5 separate regions of the Mus musculus genome follow, and all the other regions are linked to region 1. The links are chromatin contacts, called in public promoter capture Hi-C maps. All regions are on one chromosome and are shown on one strand. The core of a region is the stretch at or near the end of the contact, and the rest is flanking DNA. Distances in the headings are between cores, read along the strand shown. Region 1 holds the start of Csf3 (colony stimulating factor 3 (granulocyte)). Region 2 holds the start of Ezh1 (enhancer of zeste 1 polycomb repressive complex 2 subunit). Region 3 holds the start of Hspb9 (heat shock protein, alpha-crystallin-related, B9). Region 4 holds the start of Stat3 (signal transducer and activator of transcription 3). Region 5 holds the start of Mlx (MAX-like protein X).

Region 1 (2,700 bases), core at 111-2,610:
TCTGGACAGAGTCTGTCTGTCTCTCAGCCTGGAGGAAGCGGGGTAGGGGGCGAGGGGTGTCTTCCCAAAAAACAGGCCTCTGAAAATATAGAGAGCTTCCAGGGTGCCCAGGTGTGCTGCCATGACCCCCTCCAGATGGTACTCACCTGCTGCCAGATGGTGGTGGCAAAGTTGGCAACATCCAGCTGAAGCAAGTCCAAGGTGGGGGCCAGGGCAGGGGAAATACCCGATAGAGCCTGCAGGAGACCTTGGTAGAGGCAGAGCCCACTGTGGAGCTGGCTTAGGCACTGTGTCTGGGGAAGATAGCAGGGTTAGGCAGTACATCTTGGGATGCTTGCTCTCTTCAGGAGCCCAAATAGTAGGATGTAGTCCTTCCTTCTCCCCCTCCTCCTCCTTCTTCCCCTCCTTCTCCTCCCCCTCCTCCCCCTCTTCTTCCTCCTCCCCCTCCTCCTCCCCCTTCTCCCCCTCCTCTCCCTCTTTCTCCTCCTCCCCCTCCTCCCCCTTCTCCTCCTGGTCCTCCTTTTTCCGAAAATACTCACCTGCTGCAGGGCCTGGCTAGAGCAGCCACTCAGGGAAGCCTTCGGGATCCCCAGAGAGTGGCCCAGCAACACCAGCTCCTCGGGGTGACACAGCTTGTAGGTGGCACACTGTAGATGGAAGGATACTGAGGGTGCTCACCTGGGCCAGGCTCTTTGTCCAGCTCAGGTCCTCCTGGCTTCTCAGCTCCCTACCTTCCTAGTGACCCTAAGGACTGTCCCATCCAGAGGTCCCACTGCTGTCTCTACTCATTCTCTTTCCTGTGCCCTTCTCCCCCCATGTTCCCTTCCTCAATGTTTCTGTCAGTATTCTGAGGGTGCCATCTAGGCTCTTGTGCACACTGGGCAAACACTGTCAACTGCTGTGTGTTCCTAGTCTGCCCTCTTCTCATTTGTGCTCCTGCCTCCCCCGCTACCCCCCCCAAGTCCTTCCCTCCACACCTATGGCAACCCCACTCACCAACTGCTCCAGCAGCACCGAGCCGCTGGCCTGGATCTTCCTCACTTGCTCCAGGGACTTAAGCAGGAAGCTTCGGGGCAGAGGCAGGGATGGTGGCAGAGCGCTGACAGTGACCAGGGGAACGGCCTCTCGTCCTGACCATAGTGCACTTTGCCACAGCAGCAGCTGCAGGGCTAGGAGCAAACAGACGGGTCTGAGGCACTTGTTATCCGGCCTCTCTCCATTCCACACCCAGGGCAGGTAACCAGGGCACTCACCCATTAGCTTCATGCGCCTCTGGGCAGAAAGTTGAGCCATGGATTCTGGGTGATCTGGGCTGCAGCTCTGGGCTCTGCCAGGGCCCAGCTCCAGGGGGCCTTTATACATAAAGCCATCAAGGCCCCGGGAGGAAATTACCTGGGGCTGGGGCAACTCAGGCTTAGTAATAACTTCCCAGGATTTATGCAAATTTGATGATAGCTCAGGACAATGCAGGGGGTTGGGGAAAAGCTGTTTGCGAAAGTTTTTGTGAAATCGGGGAATCTCTGTTCCTTCCTTGACGTCTTGTCCCCCCCTCAAACTCTCTTCCTCTCTTCCAGCCACACCCAGGCCTGAATCGCTGCAGGGTGTTGGATCTGGATCCGAGTTGTCCAACAAGGCTGGTGAAACCCTGGAGGGGATAGCAAGGAACTCAGACCCTGGGGAAGAATGGGTGCTCAGATCAAGACTGCTTCTGTCTCTCCATCCTCTGGCAGACGTGCTTGGGGAGCCCCCTCTGCCCTTCATTTGTGATTCTCAAGTCACCTATACCTGGGACAAACATCCCGAGAGAAGAAAGAACCTGTCCTCTTTTCAGACCCATAAGCTTCCTGGTGGCTGCCTCCTGCTTTTCTGGGAGCCCTCCACAGCACCCTAGGTAGGGTCTTGCTGTCTACGCCTGCCCCACATTTGGATAAAAATAAATTGGTCCAGCATTCAGGCCGTTCTGTCCCAGGCTGATTAGCTGGGAACTCCCCAATACCCCCCATTATGACTCATTTCTTTAAGCCCCTGGATCCTGGCAGAGAGGCCAGAGGAAACCGGATGTCTGTCTTGAATGAATCAAGACCCTCTGGGGCTCCTGGCTCACCTGACCTTGCCTTTCTGCTTCCCTTGGCACATTACCTCGATGTCGTGGAGTCTGGGGCATCTGGAGGGCGTCGGAGGCTGGGTCATGGAGTGTCCCGACGATCTCTGCTCATTATGTAGCAGTGGTGTGAGCTGGCTTGAGTCGATGCATGCTGAGGTGAGAAAGGAGGAGCTGCATCTCCCATCCTAGAACTCTGCCCAGTGTTAGCTCTGAAAGAGACCTTGGTGATTTCACCTCTGTGAACTGGGCCAGAAAGGGAAATGCCTTGCCCAATCATGGGTAGTAGGGATGGAGGGACATCCCAGTCGCTCTCAGTCCCAACAGGGTATTACTACCTAAAAAGGAGGACGGCATTCCTTGTCTGACTGATGGCATCTCGATCTGGTACTTTCTGAACTATTTCACCCCCACCAAGGTGGGGCCAAGGAATATAGACATTTTTTGATGTTGAGGCATACCTGATGGGGTGGGGCCAACTCTGGGGCTAGGGTGCCCTCTGGTGGCCACAGATGTCATGGACATTAACTACATAGCCTCTGCTTGAGAGGACAGGCCAAGGGATTCCCATTCTGTTTGTTTATTTGTTTGTTTTTGTT
Region 2 (2,700 bases), core at 141-2,640, 2.5 Mb before region 1:
ATACAGGGAAGAACCTCTCTGGAGAAACAGCAGCCCAGCCCCTGGGCTGGAAAGTTCAGGGTTGGGGGCAGGGTATGCCAGGTAGGAACTGAAGGGTTGCTGGGAGAACTTGGAGGCCAGGTCCACTTTGATATGTAAAATATGCACCTCAGTCCCTTTTCTGCAGACACCTGCCTCTGCCTCTGCCTCCAAAGTGCTGGGATTAAAGATGTGTGCCACCACTATACCTACCTCCAAAGTTTTTGATAAAAGGAAAAGAATAGTGGAGGCTGGAGAGATGGTACAGTGGATAAGAACAAAGGCGACTTTAAAAAGGACCAAGATTTGATCTTCAGCACCTACATGGTACCTCACTACGGTTAGCAACTCCAGTCCCAGGGGATCTGATGGCCTCTTTTGGCCTCCAAGTATGCCCACAAACACATGGTACAGATACATACACCCAGGCACACACACACACACACACACACACACACACACACACACTAAAACAAACAAATGCATCGTTAAAAAATAACTAAAAGTCCGGGGAGTGGTGGTGCATGCCTTTAATCCCAGCACTTGGGAGGCAGAGGCAGGCAGATTTCCGAGTTTGAGGCCAGCCTGGTCTACAAAATGAGTTCCAGGACAGCCAGTGCTACACAGAGAAACCCTGTCTCGAAAAAAACAAAAACAAAACGAAAACGAAAAACCACCCCCCCCAAAAAAACAAAAAACCAAAACCAAAAACCACCATAGCATGTATTAAAACACACATACGCAAATAAATAAATAATAAAATATTTTGAAAAAAAGAACCTGTTCGTTTCTGATGATGGATATTTCTTGCCTCTATAGTTACTATTCCCTTTTTGTAATATTAAGTATCTTGTGGAGAGGTTTAAAAAATATTCTCGAGGGCTGGAGAGATGGCTCAGCGGTTAAGAGCGCCGACTGCTTTTCTGAAGGTCGTGAGTTCAAATCCCAGCAACCACATGATGGCTCACAACCATCCGTAATGATATCTGATGCCCTCTTCTGGGGTGTCTGAAGACAGCTACAGTGTACTTACATATAATAAATAAATAAATAAATATTAAAACAATATTCTCAAGCCGGGCGTGGTGGCGCACACCTTTGATCCCAGCACTTGGGAGGCAGAGGCAGGCTGTCTTCCAAAATTTGACTTGTAAGTTGTCTAAACACGGTTGGCAATGGTGCGCTGCTGAATAAAGTCTTCAAGAAGAGATCTGTGGCTCCAGGATGACTTTTCTCTGACAGCGCCACCTAGGAAAGTGTCGGACTAGAGCTACATCACCTTAGCGAAAACACACACCTGCGAAGACCGCAGCCCAGGTGATCCACCCTCAGAGTGCGCACGCGCACGGAGGGGAGGCGCGGGGCGTGGCCGCGGCGCAGGGGCGTGGCCGTAGCGCGCAGGCGTCCTAGTGGCGGGTGGCTGCGTCTCAGGATGGAGGGTGAGTGAGTAAACAAGACGGGGCTGGGCGGTGGGGCCGGGCCTGGGCTTGGCGTGACGCTTGAACCTCAGGGCTGGGGAGGCGAAGAAATGAGGAAACTGAGGGCCACACCATTGCCTGACCCGGGGTAGCGCGAAGCCTGTCGTCCCGAGTGTGGTGGGACCCGGGGCGACAGCGCGTGCGAGCTGCGGGGGGCCGCGTGGCGGAGGGGGCGCGGCGGGGGCGGACCCGGCTGGTGGCCCGTGCCAACGTGGGTGGGCCTTGGCGTCTGCCAGGGGACCCTGACTCTTGTAAGCGGGAGGGCCAGAGGCCCGGGTGGCTCGGGCTCGCAGAGGCTTTGAGTGATGTTGAGGAAGGGGTGGCCAGGCCGAGATGCCCGCCAAGTGTGAGAGGTTCTTAAGACGCCCAAGTGTCAGGGTCGAGATTCCCGGGGTCGCGCGGCACCTCCTCAACATTTTGCTCCCGGACCTTGTCGCTGGTCTAACTCGCCTCACTTTAGTTCCGGGTTTGAGTGAGGATTTGTCTTCAAACTGTGACTGTCTCTCCCGTCCCCAGAATTCCCAGAAACGATATGTAAATGAACGCATCCCGAAGTAAAAGGGAAGGTGCTATATTTGGGACATAACTTGTCAGGAAGTAGATGTGAGACAAAGCTTTAAGAGAATTTTTTTTGGGGGCGTGTTTCGAGACAGGGTTTCTCTGTGTAGCCTGACTGTCCTGGAACTCACTCTGTAGACCAGGCTGGCCTCGAACTCAGAAATCCGCCTGCCTCTGACTCCCAGTGCTGGGATTAAAGGAGTGCACCACCACGCCTGGCGAGAATTGTTAAGATTTAGTTGTTTGGGTTTTTGTTGTTGTTGTTGTTGTTTGTTTGTTTGTTTTTAATGTGTGTGCACTCTATGTATGGATGGTTCCAGGGACATCGAATCCCTTGGTACTAGAGTTAAGGATGCTTACATACCACCATGTGGGAGCAGGGAACTGAGCCAGTCCTTGTTGTTTGCAAGAGCAACAAGTGTTCTTAACCGCTGAGCAGGCTTTTCACCATGTGGGACGAGCTTACTTTGGTCAAAGTGACCACTGAGATGATGTAGGTGGTGGGGCACAAGGAAGAGAATGGAAATAGATTAGATGGAGGTTAGTGTTGGAGGTGTGGGTAAACTGATTAGCCAAAGTATGGAACCTATGCCTTGGGAAACAGAGCCAAGGATCACAAAGAATTGGATATGTACAGGGAGGACAT
Region 3 (2,700 bases), core at 115-2,614, 2.0 Mb before region 1:
ATATAGTCAGCCGATCGATCGACCTCACGCTTGTCTTCCTCGTCCTTCTCTGGCAGCTGATCAGGCCATACGTAGCCTCTCTGTTTTTCCTGAAGTTAATTTAAATGAATCATCCAATCTCATTAAATGGCTCTACTCCCTGTGTGTGAGAGGATGCTGGTGGTCATGGTAACCAAAAGAAAGAAGCCCTGCTGTTGGTAGTTCTGATGGTGGAAGAGGATAGGACTGACCTGGGGCTGACATCTGTCTCCCCCCAGCTTACATTAAAGGATATGCAACCTGTATTTGAAGATTGTTGGTGTCTGAAGTGACCTGTGAGGGTTTTTTGATAGGACCTAATTAGGACTCAGACCTTTTTTTTTTTTTTAAATATCTCCTCTCCCTGACGAGGAACACCGAGTACTGGTCGTAAGGCCGGTGCTACAGCCCATCACTACCACTGTCCTTCGTGACACCTCCATGCCAGGTTCAACACTGTCCATCCTGGTTCAGACCATCAGCTGATTCTGAATGGCAACAGCTAGGCTGTCCCAGCTCTCTGCTGCTCCCTGCTGGAGCTATTGCTATTGGCTAAATCCATACACACCCCTAGTTTATCTCAGGGCCAGAAACTTGATTATTGATGTACTTACTACCACCTTGAGTTCCCTCCCCTGGTCACCCTACTCCCTACAGCTCCAACCCTTCACCCTCAGGAAAAAAGCAGGAGGACTTAAGGCTGCTGCACACCTCGGTTTAATACATTAGGGTAGGTTGTAGTGCCTAGGGCCTCCCCTCCTGAGTCTCAGGGCCGAGTCTGTTTGGGCTTCAACTCTTCTCCCGCAGGAAGAACGCTAAGAGACTCTAAGGATTCTTCACACTTTCGTTTTGTAAGGAGCTCTTAGGCCCTCCCCTCCTGGGTTTCTGGGACTGGCCTGTTTGAGCTTCAGGGGGAGGTAGGCACTTGTTTTGTCCCCTGAGCCACAGATGGCCAGAGGGGGTCAGGCTGCAGGTCATGGCTGCAGGATCTAAGGTCGGCGGGAGCTGCATTTGTCGGTGAACACTCTGCTCCATGCGGTAGCGGCCCCTGCTCGGGTCATTCGACTCGTGTTGCCGCTGGCCGGTCACCGTCAGATTCTGGCCGTCTATCCGCACCACCAAGTCCTCCGGAGCGAAACCTTGGGCATCCACCTTTATTTGGAAACTTGGTTGCTCACAGCCATTGCCCTGCACCTCATCCCTGAGCAGCCTCACTGGTAGAGTGGCCACTTGATTCCGTTCAGCAAGGGCCACGCTGGGACATCGGGAAGCTACCCGGTTTTCCCCGGGTTCGCGCTGCCCGGTGGAGAAACTGCTTCCTACCCGCTGCATCCGAGAGTGCAACTGCTGCCTGAGGGCGCGAGGGCTCCCCAACCCCCCATCCGGGGCGGGTGCGAAGAGGAAGGGCCCGCCCACTCTTCCCATCCAGAAGGGCAAAAACACTCAAGTCGCTGTCTTATCTTCCTTGCAAGCGCTGCAGCTTTTGTCCAGAACCGGCTTCTGCTTCTCCCTGGGCCCTTCTCTCACATCAGAGGGCAGGAAGGAGGCTATGAAGGAACTGGATCACCTGAATGTGCGGGGTTACAGCTCCATCCTGGGAGCTGATGGGATTGAGCAACGGGGTTGAAAAGGTCTGGCTTGCTCTGCCCTGCCCTGCCCTGCCGGCCCTGCCCTACCCTGCCCTTTTAAGAATCGGGCCTGGGGCAAGGAAAATTGTTCTCTGGACTGAGCCAAAAGAGGGGGCCTTTCTGATCTTCCAGGAAGAACTATCCCTGACCTTTCACAGTCTACCTCTACAATGGGAAGAAACTGTCTATTTCTCTGGCTTTCCTCCACCCCCACCCCCCCATTAAGGAGTGGGCAGGGAAAAAGATGGAGGTAGGATGGAAGGGTATGAGGTCAGGAATCCTCTCCATCTTCAAAGCTGCCTAGGCGAGCCAGAAGAGGGGACCACCCCCTACCCTCCGCATCTTCAGTGTTGGTCTCTCTGGTTCTTTAGTTCTCAGCACACACAAACACACTCCCCCCCCCCTTTCCTGCCCACTCCCAACACACACACACACACACACACACGAATGCCCGTGCATGAACACACACATTCAACAGCAGCATGGCCCACAACTATGTCTCTTTGTTCTTTTGAAAATAAAACCGTTTCTGTTTAACAGCAACCCAAGTATAGAAAAAGCTGATTGTCACTGGGCAGTGATGGCGCATGCCTTTAATCCCAGCACTTGGGAAGCAGAGCCAGGCGGATTTCTGAGTTCGAGGTCAGCCTGGTCTACAGAATGAGTTCCAGGACAGCCAGGGCTTCACAGAGAAACCCTGTCTCAAAAAACAAAATAAAACAAAACAAAACAAAACCCAAAAACTGATTGTCAAAGTTAATTCATAAGTGTGAACACCACAGTACAAATAGTAGAATTAATGTTACATTTTATCTCTATTGTAGCTGCAAGCCTTAGCCGGCAGCCACAATAGGGCAGGCTTTTGCAATGTGGGAGCCAACCTCAGGCCCAGGCCTGTTCTTCCACCTATGGACTTTAAAAGGGCAGCATCCACAAATCCTCCAGACGGCCAGTGTTCTGGGGTGCCTCTTGTTCCCAAGAGGATAGTAATTGTCACTATCTCGGATGGCTTAAAAAAGATTAGAATGAAGTAATGGTCAAATCTAGGATGCTC
Region 4 (2,700 bases), core at 98-2,597, 2.2 Mb before region 1:
GCATATACACGTACCATGAACTGCTGATTCCAACTCAGTAAAATCTGTACTCCCAACATACAAGACGTGAAATAGGTCAGATAATTTCAAGAGCGTCAAGACCCCCCCCAAAAGACTAAATGGATGTTACTCCTAACTCCTGCCACTCTAGTTAAGCAGTAGTGGGAAAGTGTGGAAGAACTGGTTTGTCTCAATTGGACATTTAAGTTTAATGGTGAAAGACTAGTTAATGTTAACAATGAATCCTAAAATCATCAGAATATTTTATGGGCTTTCTCTCTGTGTGTGTTAGCTTCAGTTCTTAAAATTAAGTGCCTAATTAAAAGTGATTTAATTTTGTCTGCACGTTTTTCTGCACAAGGTGTGTGTCTTTGCTGCGGGCAGAGGCCTGAGGAGGGCTTCAGATCCCCCCCCCCCCCCCAGACCCCAGAGTGGAGTTACAAATGGCTAAGAGCCATCTTGTGGGATGCTGGAACTTGAACTTGAATTTTTACCAGGATCAGCCTGGCAGTCCCCTTAACTTAGGCATCCCTCTAGCTCCTAAAATAAGTACCTTTTAATGGAAACAAGTTGGTCAAAACTATCTTTCAGAATTTCAAGACCCAGTATAACAGTTTAAAAAAAAAAGAACTCAGACACACGTGGAAATGGCAAGTACTGTGTATTCGTGTCAGCTGTCATGCATAGGCTCTCTGCATTTCTGTGAGCTGACCAATCAGCCTTGCTGTTGAGATTCAGGTTTGAAATGGTGGAACAGAGAACCGGGTTATAGCCACTATTCTCCCCCACGCAATCTAGTAATTACTCTATTTCCACGTCATATTTCCGGGTGTATGCCCATAATCACGCAGAACTGAAGTTCAGAGCAGCCAGGAGTTGCCCATGTTCTTTTTTGATGTCTCCACAAACCCAAATGCTTAAGTGGGGTGACACCTGGGGACCGCCTAAGTGGCTGATTCCCACGTGGTAAGGAGCTCACAAACTCGCCCCCACGTGGTGCCAAGGGCCGGGAAAAGGGAGAGCGGGCAGAAGCGAGCCGTATCAGGGCATTTAAAGTGTCTTGACGTCACGCACTGCCAGGAACTCAGCTGAGTTTTCAGCAGGACATTCCGCTAATGTCTCCTCCCTCCCCCCGGGCTTTTTTGTAAGCTAGGCCTCTGCGCGTCCCTTGGTCGCGGAGGGAGGAGCACAAAGCTCTCAGAACAGCCAACTCAGGGAGGTGTGCCCAGAGCTCTCGACCCCGCCTTCTCTCCTAGAGGCGTTTTTCATTGGTTAGTGGGCGGGGCTTAGGAAGTACAGCGCTCGCCCGGAGGCCTCAGGGTGGCCTAGCCAGCTGGCCATTCCTTAATTATGCATGGAGGCGTGTCTTGGCCAGTGGCGGCTGGGTGGGGATTGGCTGGAGGGGCTGTAATTCAGCGGTTTCCGGAGCTGCAGTGTAGACAGGGAGGGGGAACCTGGGGTTCCGACGTCGCGGCGGAGGGAACGAGCCCTAACCGGATCGCTGAGGTACAACCCCGCTCGGTGTCGCCTGACCGCGTCGGCTAGGAGAGGCCAGGCGGCCCTCGGGAGCCCAGCAGCTCGCGCCTGGAGTCAGCGCAGGCCGGCCAGTCGGGCCTCAGCCCCGGAGACAGGTGAAGGGGGTGCAGGGTGGGGCCACCTCCCCGACGGCACGGGGGACGGCATGGGGGACCCCACGGTTCGTCAGCTGTGGGGGTGCTTAGAGCTGTGAATGGACACTTACATGGGGCAGGAGGATAGGAGGAGACACACAGGGTCGTCCCGGCGGCACTGACGTCCGGATGACAGGAACCAGCCTGGGAAAGGAAGGGACGCTGTAAGTTTCGAGGGGGAGATGCGGAGAGAGAGTGGGGAGTTCTGGGGGGTGTAGGACCGTGGGGGGGAGGACATTCTAGGCTGAGGGTAACAGAACTGACAGAAGCGGCCCTCCTGTGACTGCTCCCGGAGGCTAGGGACGTTCGGGCCACCAGAGCCACTGCCACTCAGGTGGAGATCATTGGGGTGGAGGCGTTAGAAGGAGCCTCCTTCCTGCCCCTGTGCTGGGCCTGGCCGTTCCTTGCCTAGCCACTTTCTTTGCCTTGCTCCCGTTCCTTCTGTAGTCAGCTGTACCCACTTAGGAGGTGGGAACTGTTGTGTCTCTCCTCCTGCCTCTCCGCCCCTCCCCCTCCCCCTCCCCCCCCCCCCCCAGCCTCTGGGACTGGCTAGATTTTTTTCTTAAGAATCAGATTTCCTATAGAAAATTGACAAACTTGTATCCTTTCTAAATTCTCTCCCATCTCTTTCTGTGTTAAGCTATGATTTCCCCCACCTTGTTAAGAACACTTTTTTTTTTCCCAATTCAAAATAAATCCCTGGCCAAACCAGCTCTAAAGAGCAACAAACCTCTTTCCTCTTTGACATTGTTCTCTCATAAACACCTGGTAAACTCGACGAGACGATAAATAATTGAGCCATTGCATTTACTGGATCGTGGTGTTGCTTAATTGCACAGGCCAGGGTGAGCCAATCAAGAGTGGGAGTTTTCTGTCTCATAGCCAAGCTCTTGTGTAAAAGCAGAAGCTAGGGAAACAAAGACAGGCTGGCCTTGGCTGAGTTCTGTGTGTAAACTTTACCTGTTGGGGGGTGTGTGGCTATAAATTGGTAAGTTGGCAAAATCCAGACTGTTGCTCAAGTCACTTTTTT
Region 5 (2,700 bases), core at 85-2,584, 2.4 Mb before region 1:
CTGCTGATAATCACTGTCCTCATCATCTAAACTCAGAGATGGAGGAAGGAGAGATCACTTTACAGTACACTAAATCCAATTCGCCCACCCTTCCCCAGTTGGAAGGACCTGGTGCCCAGAGATGTTGAATAGAAAGAACCTAGTTAATCTCTGATGAGGTGAAAGACAGTGAGCCTCGGGCTTGGCACTGTTCCTGCCACCCCCATATGGAGAGCGGAGCTCCCTATCTAGGAAAGATACTAAAATGATGGAAGAGCTAAGTCTCCCCAGGTGTGCGACGGGCTATGTTGCTGCCTACCTGTGTTGGGGACAGAAGAGGCACTGGTGGAGCCGATGCTATTAGCTCTGGACACTACACTCCCCTTGTGGGTGCTTTCTACAAAAAGCCCTGGAAAAAAGAGGCCTCAAGTCACTAAGGATTGGGGAACACTGCCATGCCTTCAGTCACCTATGGGCACAATGGCTTCAAATGCTGACCTCTCGCCATCAACTCCAAAGCCAGTCACCACAGGCCTTCCATTTCATGCTGAAATGCTCCTGTCCCAGGGTCTACACTGCCCAGAGGACTTATTTCTGGCTCACACAGGAGCATCTGGATGCAGTGACTATGACCAGCTGTCACTGTTTCCATCATTTCCCATTCTAATGCAGAGGAACCAGGTGTGACCATGGTTGCTTCCTGCCTATTCTCCAGCTCCACCCTCACTTCTCAAGCCAAGTCCTTGGCGCAGTGACAGTGGACTGTGCTCAGGTGTGGCTGGCAAGACCATAAGAATCTACAGAGCCGAACCAGGAGTCATTCCTGACCCGCAGACAATGGAGAAGGCACTCACCAGGATCCAGGCTGTTGTCACTGTAGGCATACTCGACCTGCAGCACCAAGCAAGGGAGAAGCCTGTCAAACCTCTGCCTCTAGGAAGGCACGCGCAATCCGCGAAAGCTCATACCACAGGTGCAGGGACCACTGAATGGTTAAGCCAAGCCTTGGCTGGGCCTAGGGGGGCGTCGCCCCCTCTGTATGCTCCTACCGTCCCCGCCCCATCTCCCAGCTATGACCCCCTCGTTCCCGCACACACGCCCGTTTGTCTCCCCACCTTGGCACAGGCCGGGTGAGAGCTGTCTTCTCTGCAGCCCCGGGCCCCGGACAGCAGGGGAGACTCTGGGGATAGTTGGGGAGCCCCGCGTCTTCCGGACCCCCTACGTGCACGAGCCCGACCCGCCCTCCCCTCGCCGGCGTGCGCGTCCGCGAAGCTTGCCTTGACCCAAGGGTCCTCCGGAGAGGCGCCCGGCTCCGTCATCGTGAACCTACCGAACCGGAAACAAGCCAGCGGACTGGCCCCCAACCTCCAGGAAGAGGCGAGGCTCAGTCACGTGATCCAACCCACCAATCCGCAATTGTAGTCGTGAGCGGTGTGATAGCGCTGCGCTTGCGCCGCTCCAGTTTTTAACTGAATGTTGGAGGAGGCTAAATCTGGCCAATTCGCTTTAATGTAGGCAATGTCAGCCCCTAAGGGTCCCCACTGGCCTCCGAATGAGAATCTTCAATGGTGGCGATTTTCTGTGCAATGGAGCACCTCCAAAAAGATTGTCAGAGGGGCTAGAAGTGTAATTAGTTTAGTGGTAGAACCCGAGTGAGAGTACTAGCATCTGTCTGAACAGTGTGACACCTTGTACGCACGCGCACAGCTGGTCCGCCTGGCAATTGCTGCTGGGTCAAGAATTTCTCCTACATCACATGATCTGATCTAAGGGGGCACAAAGCCACCTCCAGCATCGGTCTCCCAACACTCAGCAGGTGCAGGACGCTAAGTCTTATAAAAATGCCTTTTAAGTTAAGCTTACAGTAAAGTCTATAACATACTCAAAAGCACATAACTAGTCACTGATAGGTTACACTTTACAGCACTCCTTGACTTCCAGCTCAGACCTTGCCCCTGAATTTGGAGTCTAACGTTCCAAAGGTATCTAGAGTCACTGGAGAGGAAACAGAAAACCACACAAGCAGCACTTGGAAACATCTTTAATTCAGTTACTGGGTCCAGACTTCACCAAACCCATCAACACTAGGTAGACATCACATCCACCACCAAAAAGCGGACAGAACCTCAGAGCGGATCGCTCCCCATTAGCTGTGTCCTCATTGCTGGACAAATTCCAGCATGCTAGGCGGACTTCCAAGCTTCTCTGTGTCCTGCACAGCTTAGCTTAAAGCCCCTGAGGCCAGATAGAGGGTAAACATCAAGGCCCCCATTTCTCCTCACCATTAGATTTGTTAGTTTCAAGGGCCAGTTTGGCGCCATAGAAAATCCACTGTCAGTTCCTGGTCTGGTAAGCCTTAGGGAGGCGCTTCTGTAGAAGATTCCACGCCTTTTCCACCTTTGGCCAGGCCAGAATGATACAAGAAAAGGCAAGGTCAGAAAAGCTAACCATTGAACCTTCCCTCCCCACAACCTAACCTAGTCTTTCCCTTTGCACCAACCTGGCTCTGTGTGACATGTGACTCCCACAAGGTGCTCAGAACCACGTTGCTCTGCTCTACCAGCTGCTGGCCGCTCATCTGGCTCTGCAGCCGGCTCTGAGCGGCTGCCTCACTTAGTCCATCCCTCTCAACAATGCGTCGAACAGCCTGGGCAATGGATGACACACGGGTCAGGAAGGGTCCTAGCCCAGTCTACTGGATCAGAGCAGGAGACCGTCTGC

Evidence for each region. Promoter capture Hi-C pulls out the DNA fragments that hold promoters and counts their contacts.
Region 2: a contact with region 1 is called in a promoter capture Hi-C map of the 3T3-L1 cell line, with 4 times the contacts expected there. The contact joins the promoter of Ezh1 here to the promoter of Csf3 in region 1. A contact is called at or near these places in 2 of 39 promoter capture datasets (the 3T3-L1 cell line and hippocampal neurons).
Region 3: a promoter capture Hi-C map of pre-B cells shows a contact between it and region 1, with 4 times the contacts expected there. The contact joins the promoter of Hspb9 here to the promoter of Csf3 in region 1. A contact is called at or near these places in 3 of 39 promoter capture datasets (cranial neural crest, hippocampal neurons and pre-B cells).
Region 4: a contact with region 1 is called in a promoter capture Hi-C map of pre-B cells, with 3 times the contacts expected there. The contact joins the promoter of Stat3 here to the promoter of Csf3 in region 1.
Region 5: a contact with region 1 is called in a promoter capture Hi-C map of hippocampal neurons, with 3 times the contacts expected there. The contact joins the promoter of Mlx here to the promoter of Csf3 in region 1. A contact is called at or near these places in 2 of 39 promoter capture datasets (hippocampal neurons and neutrophils).

The regions. Positions count from the first base shown.
Region 1 is chr11:98,699,973-98,702,672 of GRCm38.p6, reverse strand. It overlaps Csf3 (colony stimulating factor 3 (granulocyte)), which reads right to left and starts at 1,360. Exons shown (of 5, transcript NM_009971.1): 1 at 1,254-1,360; 2 at 997-1,169; 3 at 540-647; 4 at 147-293. The coding sequence starts at 1,293. It overlaps Gm38985 (a long non-coding RNA gene), which reads left to right and starts at 1,163. Exons shown (of 3, transcript XR_001780319.2): 1 at 1,163-1,236; 2 at 1,575-2,260.
Region 2 is chr11:101,225,153-101,227,852 of GRCm38.p6, reverse strand. Ezh1 (enhancer of zeste 1 polycomb repressive complex 2 subunit) reads left to right here and starts at 1,390. Exons shown (of 21, transcript NM_007970.3): 1 at 1,390-1,457.
Region 3 is chr11:100,712,593-100,715,292 of GRCm38.p6, reverse strand. Hspb9 (heat shock protein, alpha-crystallin-related, B9) reads right to left here and starts at 1,364. Exons shown (of 1, transcript NM_029307.2): 1 at 718-1,364. The coding sequence starts at 1,350. The coding sequence ends at 844. It overlaps Rab5c (RAB5C, member RAS oncogene family), which reads left to right. Exons shown (of 6, transcript NM_024456.5): 6 at 1-290.
Region 4 is chr11:100,938,187-100,940,886 of GRCm38.p6, reverse strand. Stat3 (signal transducer and activator of transcription 3) reads left to right here and starts at 1,347. Exons shown (of 24, transcript NM_213659.3): 1 at 1,347-1,631. It overlaps Gm46295 (a long non-coding RNA gene), which reads right to left and starts at 2,549. Exons shown (of 2, transcript XR_001780333.2): 1 at 2,401-2,549; 2 at 645-1,814.
Region 5 is chr11:101,085,924-101,088,623 of GRCm38.p6, reverse strand. Mlx (MAX-like protein X) reads right to left here and starts at 1,334. Exons shown (of 8, transcript NM_001159385.1): 1 at 1,257-1,334; 2 at 834-870; 3 at 299-388; 4 at 1-26. The coding sequence starts at 1,298. It overlaps Coasy (Coenzyme A synthase), which reads right to left. Exons shown (of 10, transcript NM_001305982.1): 9 at 2,480-2,626; 10 at 2,005-2,376. The coding sequence ends at 2,314.